Linked DNA regions of Mus musculus: regions 1 and 2 are each linked to region 3. The links are chromatin contacts, called in public Hi-C and HiChIP or PLAC-seq maps. All regions are on one chromosome and are shown on one strand. Each heading gives the region's core, a stretch centred on a gene start, on an enhancer-like site or on the middle of the called end of the contact. The rest is flanking DNA. Distances are from core to core; before and after follow the strand shown. Region 1 has its middle 52 kb from the start of 9130015L21Rik. Region 2 has its middle 26 kb from the start of Gm34805. Region 3 has its middle 18 kb from the start of Gm34741.

Region 1 (2,749 bases), core at 8-2,507, 83 kb after region 3:
CCTGGTCTCCAATTATTTCAATAACAGCAAACTCAAAATCTATGTTGTTTTTGGATGTAGAAAAAAGCCTCCTTTGAATAAAAGCCTAAGATGTATTGATTAGCCCTTTGTGTTTGGGGTGCTTGTATCTAGTTCTTTATATGACCAGGTCTGGGTAGGTAGGGTAGGGTAGGGAATAAATAACAAAGGAAATATTATTTGAGTTAAACTGCACAGAATCAGACCTTTAACTATGAAATCATTTGCAGTAAACCAGTGAAGGGAAATGGAGAAGGACAAGAAAGTGGGGGGAAAGCCAAGCAAAGAAAGGGTGCAGGCAAGGTCTGGCAGAGGGTAAATTCATATCAATCTATTTTTTAAGAATCATGTTAACTAAAATATTTTATACAACACATTTTAATTATATTCTTTTCCCTTCCCCAATCCTTCTCATAGGCTCTCTCTTCCCTGTCCACCCCAACATCATGTTCTCTCTCTTTCTCTTTACATGAACTAACAATTGTTGTGTTTGATTGGTCTCTCTTGATGGCTTGGTTCTTTCTGAAGGGAAATGGACGAGGAGTAGATCTGGGGGCAAGGGGAGGTAGGAGGCAGAGCTGAGAGGAGTAGAGGGAGGGGAACTGTAGTTGGAATGTATCCTTTGGGGAGAAGAGTCTGTTTTTAATTCATTAAAAGATACACACACACACACACACACACACACACACACACACACACAGTCCCTGAACAAACAAATAAACAAACAAAACAAACTAAAAAAAAAAACCCAAAAGAAGCAGAAAAAGCAACCTACTAAACCACCTCTACCTCCAACCGTATCAGTAAAAGAAACCCATGGAGTCCATCTTGTGTTGGCCAACTGCTCCTGAGTGTAAGGCCTGGTGAAATGGGATGGAGACAGAAGCACACAGGTGTCCTGGCTCAGTGCAGGTAAGTGCCTGAACTTTACCTGACTGTCAGTTGTTAAAGGTTTCTAGGGTATCACAATTTCTCAGGAAATTTTAGCTCTTTCATGCATGTCAAAGAACATACAACCTAAGGTAAAAGGCATCTATAGAGGTCTGAATTGACCACCAAAGTGGTGCTCCCAAGAGGGATTAGTCATGCAATAGGCACAAGTTAAATGAGCAGACATCCACGTCCTACACATTTATCTAACTCCAAGTGCAATCATACCTCTCCTCACTGTGGGAAACCACTGCTTTAAGTGTTGCAACGGGCTGAGGATTCTATCACTGCAGGCAGCAAGTCGGGACCAAGGAAACAGGAAGCCCAGCTCTCTAAGGAGGAAGAAAGATCAGTGCCTTCTGAAGATCAGGGAACTGTGCAGTCAAATTCAGTTGAATCCTTAGTTTGGCCCTGGGATTCTGTGACTTGGAGAATCTGCTCTGCCTTTTGATGGAATCTTCATCGCTATGAATGGTGCAACTTCATCCACAGAGTTCTAGACAATACCTGTGTGCTTTGCCAGCCACGTCTCCAGATTCTTGGGAACATAGAGAAGAAAAAATGGGATGAGTAGAATTCTCATATCCGTGGAGCTCAGGAGATGCGACGTCAGCACCACATACTGTGATGGCAGAACTTTGCTCTCTTCTCAGGTGCCAGGCTCCGTTTATTCTCTTCATCTTCAACTGTGAACTCTTCATTAGTATTTGTTTCCATTTTCACGGGACTTAAGGACAGACACCAACACTTCCGACTTAGGACAGAAGTGTTCCTTCACGGCTTCTACCAAATGCTGTTGCAGAAACCCCATCACGATGAAAATGAGGACAACATAACATAGAAAGAATTTTCTATGTATAATAAAGGTATTGGGGAGGCACTAGTTACATGCACAAAGCTAAAAGGCTACTTGAAAATCAAAAGGTAAAATTGAGCAGATTTTTTTCAAATGATGCTAATTACTACTTCAAAGAGCTTTTTGAAATAATTTATTTACATTTTTTTTTTGATGTTTGCCTTGTGTGACTCAAATGTTGAGGAGCACAGGCTGCTGAGATTGGGATAGGTGCCCTCAAGTGTCCCCAGTTCCGTGTTCCTTCACAACATCTTGCTGCATTTCCATAATCTCTCTGACTCACAGCCGCCTGCTCCCTACCATGCGATCATTGTTTTGAACCGCACAGATTTCGACGTCAGAACCAGCCACTTCGTGTTTTTTTTTTCCACCAAACAAAATTAACTGACATGCCAAACCAAAGCAACCACAAGGAAAACTCAGCCGTGTGCTTTTGCTGAACTTGGGTGGAGGCGGCTTCCAGGACTAGGACATCAATTAAAGGGACAAGAGCATCCCATTCTCTATGTGACTGTACCTGTCATAGGGCTTTGCTAGCTGGGGACCACTCGGACTGCCTCTTCTTTCCTCATTGAGAATACTTTTAATCTTATCAGTTCTATGGTCACTCCTGGACTTCATAGTTACCGTTTCTTTTCTCAGTCTTAAAGCTAATTTGGAATTTGCTTCTTAGGACCACAAACTTTCTCAGACATCAACCTTATTTACATCTTTGTCTGTGGAATATTACGTTATTTGTGTGTGAGAGTACTTAAGTATGTTAACTCACCATATAGGCAATCACTTATCAGTTCTTTGAACCTTGGCCGCTTACTTAGCATGGTTACCTTGTCTGAAGAAGGCTGTGCCTTAGTTTTTACAGATGCCCAGCTTCTGGTTGTCTTCTTCCTCATTATTCCAGAGACCAGAAAGAAAGATTAAAGTAATTTTTACCTCCCTGTCCTC
Region 2 (2,824 bases), core at 23-2,522, 120 kb before region 3:
GCTGGTCATGACAGTCACCCTCAGATGAGCTGAGCTGGGAAAGCAGGACCCTGTCCCAGTGACTTTAGCATCATGCCCGCCCCCCAATTTTGCTCTTTGAAGGGAAGAGCAGTTTGGTGCCTCAATAATGCGTGAATGAGTAAATCAGAGGGCTGAGTAAATGCATCTTTCGTGAGACTAAACCTTGAAATACAGTATAAGAGCCTAGCATGGGTCAGAGGGGAGTCAGGGCTGGGCTGATAGGTGATGCATTGAAGAGGTGAGGTGGAGCCAGTCCTCAGGAGGGGCTGGCGGGCCCTGGCTGGGGCTCTGTAGCTCTCAACACAAGCCTCGGAGGCTGCAGGGTGAGGTCAGGCTGCGAGCATCTTGGGAGTTGAACTGACTTTTGGAAAGCATCATTGGGAGACCTTGGCAGCTGGTCTCTAAACTCAGTTGCCTCTAGCCCCAGGTGCTTTCTGTACCTAGGAAGTATATAAATGACTCCTATTCTCTTCCAGACCAATGGCACAACACAAACACCTTCTTCCTTTGGGAATCTTAGATAGTTCTCTGAATTCCTTAGAACACACACACACACACACACACACACACACACACACACACACACACACACACACACAGAGAGAGAGAGAGAGAGAGAGAGAGAGAGAGAGAGAGAGAGAGAGAGAGAGAGAGAGAGCACAGAGCACAGATAGATACAGAGACAGACAGACAGGACACAGGGACAGATAATGGGGACGGAGAGATAGGGACACACTCTTAAAAAGAAATAACCCCATTCAGACACCTAGATCAAATAGTTTTGAATGACATTGCCACCAGGGACGTGGTTAATTTTCTTTCATGTGCTGGTGTCCTGGGAATTCCGCACTTGATTCTAGGGTTCCAGAGCCTTGCTACAGTGTGGTGTATGCTGAGTCTCTGAGTGGATGCTTACATTCTGTTAGTGCAGAGCTGGTATTCCCTTCCTTGGCACCTCCCCTGAGTAGGGATCAAGGATGTAGATGGACTCAGGAATTCGGTTTATTGTTCTGGAAGTTGGAAAAGTCCTCCACAACTTGATCTCCCTTCTGGACCCTTCTGTAGACTAGAGTTATTTAGGAAAATTGTCCCCACAAAATCCAGAGAAATAAATGAAAAGTCAGAAGATTCTGGGATCTCTTATGGTTTTATTCCTTTATGGAGGAAAGTGGAGGGTGAGGGGAGGGCAGAAAAGGAACTGAAATCTGTTGATGGTTTATTTTGAGCTGAAAGACTTTCATGGTCAAAGTATAGAGGGGACAGAGCACCCTGCCTCTCAGGGTGATGTCAGAAAGACAGGTCATAGTGACAGCACTGTCCTGACTTCCTTAAAGGTCAGTTTACGCTTTTGTAATAGAGAGGTATTTATATATACTTTCTAGATTTGTGATATAGGATTCATGAGATAGCGTTCAAATGCTTCAGTTAGCAGCTGGCACAAAGTAATCGCTCACTAAGGGCATGCTAACACCATTCTTCTGGGCGGTGGGACTCATGGGCTCTAGTCAAGTATGAGGAAGTTGAGGTGTGGAGGGGTCATCGTGAAGCAGCTTTGCTCTCAGTTCCTCTCACAAGTCTCTGCTGACTTCCAGGCCAGGTCAGGTGCCCTTCTCTCTGTTGCTTTGGCTCCTGTACTTCCCTCTCAGCATGGACTGTAACTGAGAGTGAGTGTCCACTCAGAGTCTCAGCATACACCACACTGTATCAAGGCTCTGGACCCCAAGAAACAAATGTGGTGTTCCCAACAGCAAGCAGAATTCCCAGAACATGAAAGAAATCTAACTATGTCACTGGTGGCGATGTCATTCAAGATCTAGGTATCCGATTGGGGTTGTTTATTTTTTAGAGTGTGTCCTTATCTCTTTCTGTCCTCCTTATTTGTCTCAATGTCCTGCCATCTCTATCTCTATATCTCTCTTTGCTTTCTCTGTCTCTGTCTCTGTCTACCCCTTTGTGCACACACACACACATACATATACATGTATACTTGCTTCTGTTCTCTGGTTTCTTCCTTGGAGAAGTGACTGTAACAAACACATCCTTCTTTCTGTCTCCTTGATGCACTCTCCCAATTTCTGAGGAATCTAGAGAACTATCTAAGATTCCCAAAGTGAGAAGGTGAATGTGTTGTGCCATTGGTCTGAAAGGGAATAGGCATAATTTATATCCTTCCTTGGTGCAGAAATAAGCCGATGACAACGGGGCCTTGCCAGTTGCAGAGAGACAATGGGATGTCTCAGCATAGGGTTCTTAATCTTTCAACAACTCTTCCCTCCACTGTTCATTCCTAGCTCATCCAGTTCTCCCGTCTCTCTTGATTGCTAAATAAGGGACCTCAGCCAACGCCCATATATGAACTGATCCTCATTCATTGATTCATTGATTCATTGATTCATTGACTCATCTTTCCATTTAATGCTATGAGCTGCTCTGCACCAGGGCCTGGGCTTGCAAGATTGCACAGAAAGAGGCATGCTGTGCTCTTTGGGGGGTTGTAGTTTAAAAAGAGTAGTCATATGGTCACATCAGTGAATTCACAATTGTAAACTGATGTAAACGTTTGGAAAGAAAACAGGGTTTTGGAGGACTTTATCTAGACTGGATGATCAGGGAGCATGTTCCTGTGGAAGGGACAGAGATGTAGGGCTATGGGGGAATGAACAGAAGGTGGGTAGTGGCTTTTTGTGACACAATGCTCCAGACAGAGACCAGCAGGTTTAAATACTTGGTAGAGAATTAGGACTCAAGGAAGGCTGTCAAGGAAGAACATATATATTGGAGGCCTACTGGATGCTATAGGAGA
Region 3 (2,703 bases), core at 109-2,608:
AAAGAACATTCCATTTTATTCCCCTGAGCATTGATATGTCTTGGCATCCCCGTGTGCTTTCCTTGTGAATGTGAACTGGCCCTTTTAGGCAAAGAGTTGGATGGTGAAGTTGTGGGCCTGGTGTTATGAGGTGGCAGTGGAGGTTTGACAAAGAAGGAGCTGTATGAGACCAATCATTTGGTGAAGGTAACATAAGATCTGCCACCATCAACAATGTCCCCTTCTGCATTTGGCTATCTACATGTTGGAAGTTGTGGCTCTGTTCCTATGACCCCCCAACAAAGTGAGCAGTTAGTTGGACTTTCTCCTCTCCCCTTGCCAATGGCTGGGCCCAGGTTGCTCGCACTGGACTCTACTCTGAGATCATATAACTGATGAGCAAAGTCTGACCAGAGCCATCAATTTATCTGCGTACCCCTTTGGGGAGCTCTGGTTTTGGAGGCTTGTTAGTTAATCTCTTCCTTTGAAGAGCTTGCAGTCACGCTGGGGAGAAGACTTTAGCCATGAAACAGAGAGCTTCTCACTCCATAGCTGCACAAAGACAATACCCATAAATGCTTGTGCCTGAGTGATGTGGTTTGGGCTCATGGGCAAATGCTTGGAGACAGGCATTTCACAGCTCACTAACTATTCTTTCCGGGCTGGTTCCAGTTTGATGTTTCCCACTTCTTAGACATCTACAACTTAATATGATTAAGAGAAGACCATAACCTCAGCTTAGACCTACCAAGGATTACCACACTGGTGCTTGGCACTACCTATTTGGCTCACTTGGCTGAAGCAGGAAGTCAATAGCTAACCATTTTTTTTTTTTTATTATCACTCGGGACCCATGGCTGTATTTAAAAATGGAACAATCTTCTACCTTGCCTTCAAGCTTCCATTCTTGGCCCCTAAAATTAACTTCCATATAGCAGCTGTGTGACAAAAGAAAGCAAGTATAATGTATCATGCCTCTCATGTGCTCGGTCCTTCAATGGCTTCCCATTTCAATGAGAAAAATAACTCAAGCCTCTTGCCCAATAGGCTCTGTTTGATCTGGCCTCTGATAACCTTCCCAACTCCTCTGAGGCAGTCCCCATAGCTTGCTGTTTTCACTTCCCCAAGTAAGCCAGAGTTCTTCCCTGTCCTTAGACTGTTCTTCCTTGTGTCTGAAGGCCCTTCTCCACGTGTTTGGCTCCTGCGTGGGAGCTCCATTCTGCCTTTAGATTTCAACAGAGCATTTCAAGACCACTATAAGAAGGAGATCCTAGCACCCCTTAATCTTAGCTTCATGCTTTCTTTTCATATTGTTTTGTTTTCAGGGTTCCTGAGCTATAGCATGCATGCACTGAAGGATTTTAAGTATGCTAAAATTAGATGCATGACTCAGTGGTTTACACACACACACACACACACACACACACACACACCCTTCTATCAAGTCACCAGATCTTTCATGACATTCGTATGTTTATTGTTACAAAGGTAAGAGGCTTGATAACACTGTCAAGGCAAACAGGGCCTGACTCCTGGGTGGGGGATCCATTCCTACAAGCTTCGTGCAGGCAATTTCACAGCTTAAAAAATGTTTTAGAATGCAGGTTCTGAGTGCAGCGTGAAATACTCCTCCAGGACTTGCTCGGACAGGCACCCTTTACACGCGTGTGGCGGTCACTGTACAGCATCGCAATCACAAACTGGTTTTAGCAGGGCAGTTTTGGAAATGTCCCAGTGGTAGCTCTGTGAAGGTCTAGCTAGAGATGTACATTTAGCCTATGTGGAAAGATGCTTTGACAGATGTTATAGACATTCCCAATCTTAGGGCAAAGTTCTTAAGCTGAAGCAGACAGAAAAAGATCTAGAATGATGTATGAAGGGCATAAGTCTTATTTGTATAAAAGAAGCACAGGTTTACTTAGTCCTACAGCCCTATGTATGGATCCCTTAGAGGGAAACTGAAGTTTATTGCTCTCAGGATGTTCTGGAGGCAAGAAGGAGATGCTTACAATTTTTTTTCAGTTGAATCTATGTCACATGTTGTCCACATAAATAATTAAATACAATAGCCTCTTTAGGCTCTAGAGGGAGTATGCACAAAGAGAACAGGCTCCAACAGGCCAGGCCAGGGCTGTGTAGGTAGCTTGGCCTGACTTGGGCTTCAAAGGCATGGAGGGAACTGGTTGGCTTTGATTTTTTTTTTCAGGGCTCTTTATGAAACTTCTGGGAGAGAGCACCTGTCTGCTTCTGCAGCAGAAACCAATGGATACTGTGTTGTTGGTTCAGGAAAATTCAGACTCAATTCTACCCTAGGACTTGTTCTGTGGGGTAATATATTCCTTCCAATTCATCTCACCTCTTTTTTTTCCACATAGAGGCATAAGCAAATGTGTCATTGAAGAAATGTCCTTTCCTAGCTCTGGTTTCTTCTTCTTCTTCTTCTTCTTCTTCTTCTTCTTCTTCTTCTTCTTCTTCTTCTTCTTCTTCTTCTTCTTCTTCTTCTTCTTCTTCTTCTTCTTCTTCTTCTTCTTCTTCTTCTTCTTCTTCTTCTTCTTCTTCTTCTTCTTCTTCTTTTCTTCTTCTTCTTCTTCTTCTTCTTCTTCTTCTTCTTCTTCTTCTTCTTCTTCTTCTTTTCTTCTTCTTCTTCTTCTTCTTCTTCTTCTTCTTCTTCTTCTTCTTCTTCTTCTTCTTCTTCTTCTTCTTCTTCTCCTTCTCCTTCTCCTT

The links. Hi-C and Micro-C count contacts between places; a contact is called where the count stands out from the background. HiChIP or PLAC-seq counts read pairs in DNA pulled down with a chosen protein or histone mark.
Region 1: a Hi-C map of bone marrow-derived macrophages shows a contact between it and region 3, with 3 times the contacts expected there. The contact joins two enhancer-like sites. A contact is called at or near these places in 1 of 15 datasets of contacts at CTCF or cohesin (the NIH/3T3 cell line), 10 of 484 Hi-C or Micro-C datasets (bone marrow-derived macrophages, embryonic stem cells, epidermal suprabasal cells and 4 more), 3 of 115 datasets of contacts at active chromatin or transcription factors (heart atrium, microglia and neural progenitor cells) and 1 of 9 other capture datasets (bone marrow-derived macrophages).
Region 2: an H3K27ac HiChIP or PLAC-seq map of microglia shows a contact between it and region 3, with 2.7 times the contacts expected there. The contact joins two enhancer-like sites. A contact is called at or near these places in 4 of 484 Hi-C or Micro-C datasets (the HPC-7 cell line, bone marrow-derived macrophages, liver and 1 more) and 1 of 115 datasets of contacts at active chromatin or transcription factors (microglia).

What each region holds. Positions count from the first base shown.
Region 1 is chr2:160,067,464-160,070,212 of GRCm38.p6, reverse strand. No RefSeq gene overlaps it. Among named protein-coding and RNA genes, the nearest start is that of 9130015L21Rik, 52 kb to the right of the region's middle. Within about 2 kb of position 1,257, at least 41 of the 459 cell types and tissues checked have an H3K27ac peak or open chromatin away from gene starts, as enhancers often do. A contact at or near this core is called in bone marrow-derived macrophages and microglia, where this site is marked.
Region 2 is chr2:160,274,914-160,277,737 of GRCm38.p6, reverse strand. It overlaps Gm46773. Among named protein-coding and RNA genes, the nearest start is that of Gm34805, 26 kb to the right of the region's middle. Within about 2 kb of position 1,272, at least 19 of the 459 cell types and tissues checked have an H3K27ac peak or open chromatin away from gene starts, as enhancers often do. A contact at or near this core is called in bone marrow-derived macrophages and microglia, where this site is marked.
Region 3 is chr2:160,150,681-160,153,383 of GRCm38.p6, reverse strand. No RefSeq gene overlaps it. Among named protein-coding and RNA genes, the nearest start is that of Gm34741, 18 kb to the left of the region's middle. Within about 2 kb of position 1,358, at least 18 of the 459 cell types and tissues checked have an H3K27ac peak or open chromatin away from gene starts, as enhancers often do. A contact at or near this core is called in bone marrow-derived macrophages and microglia, where this site is marked.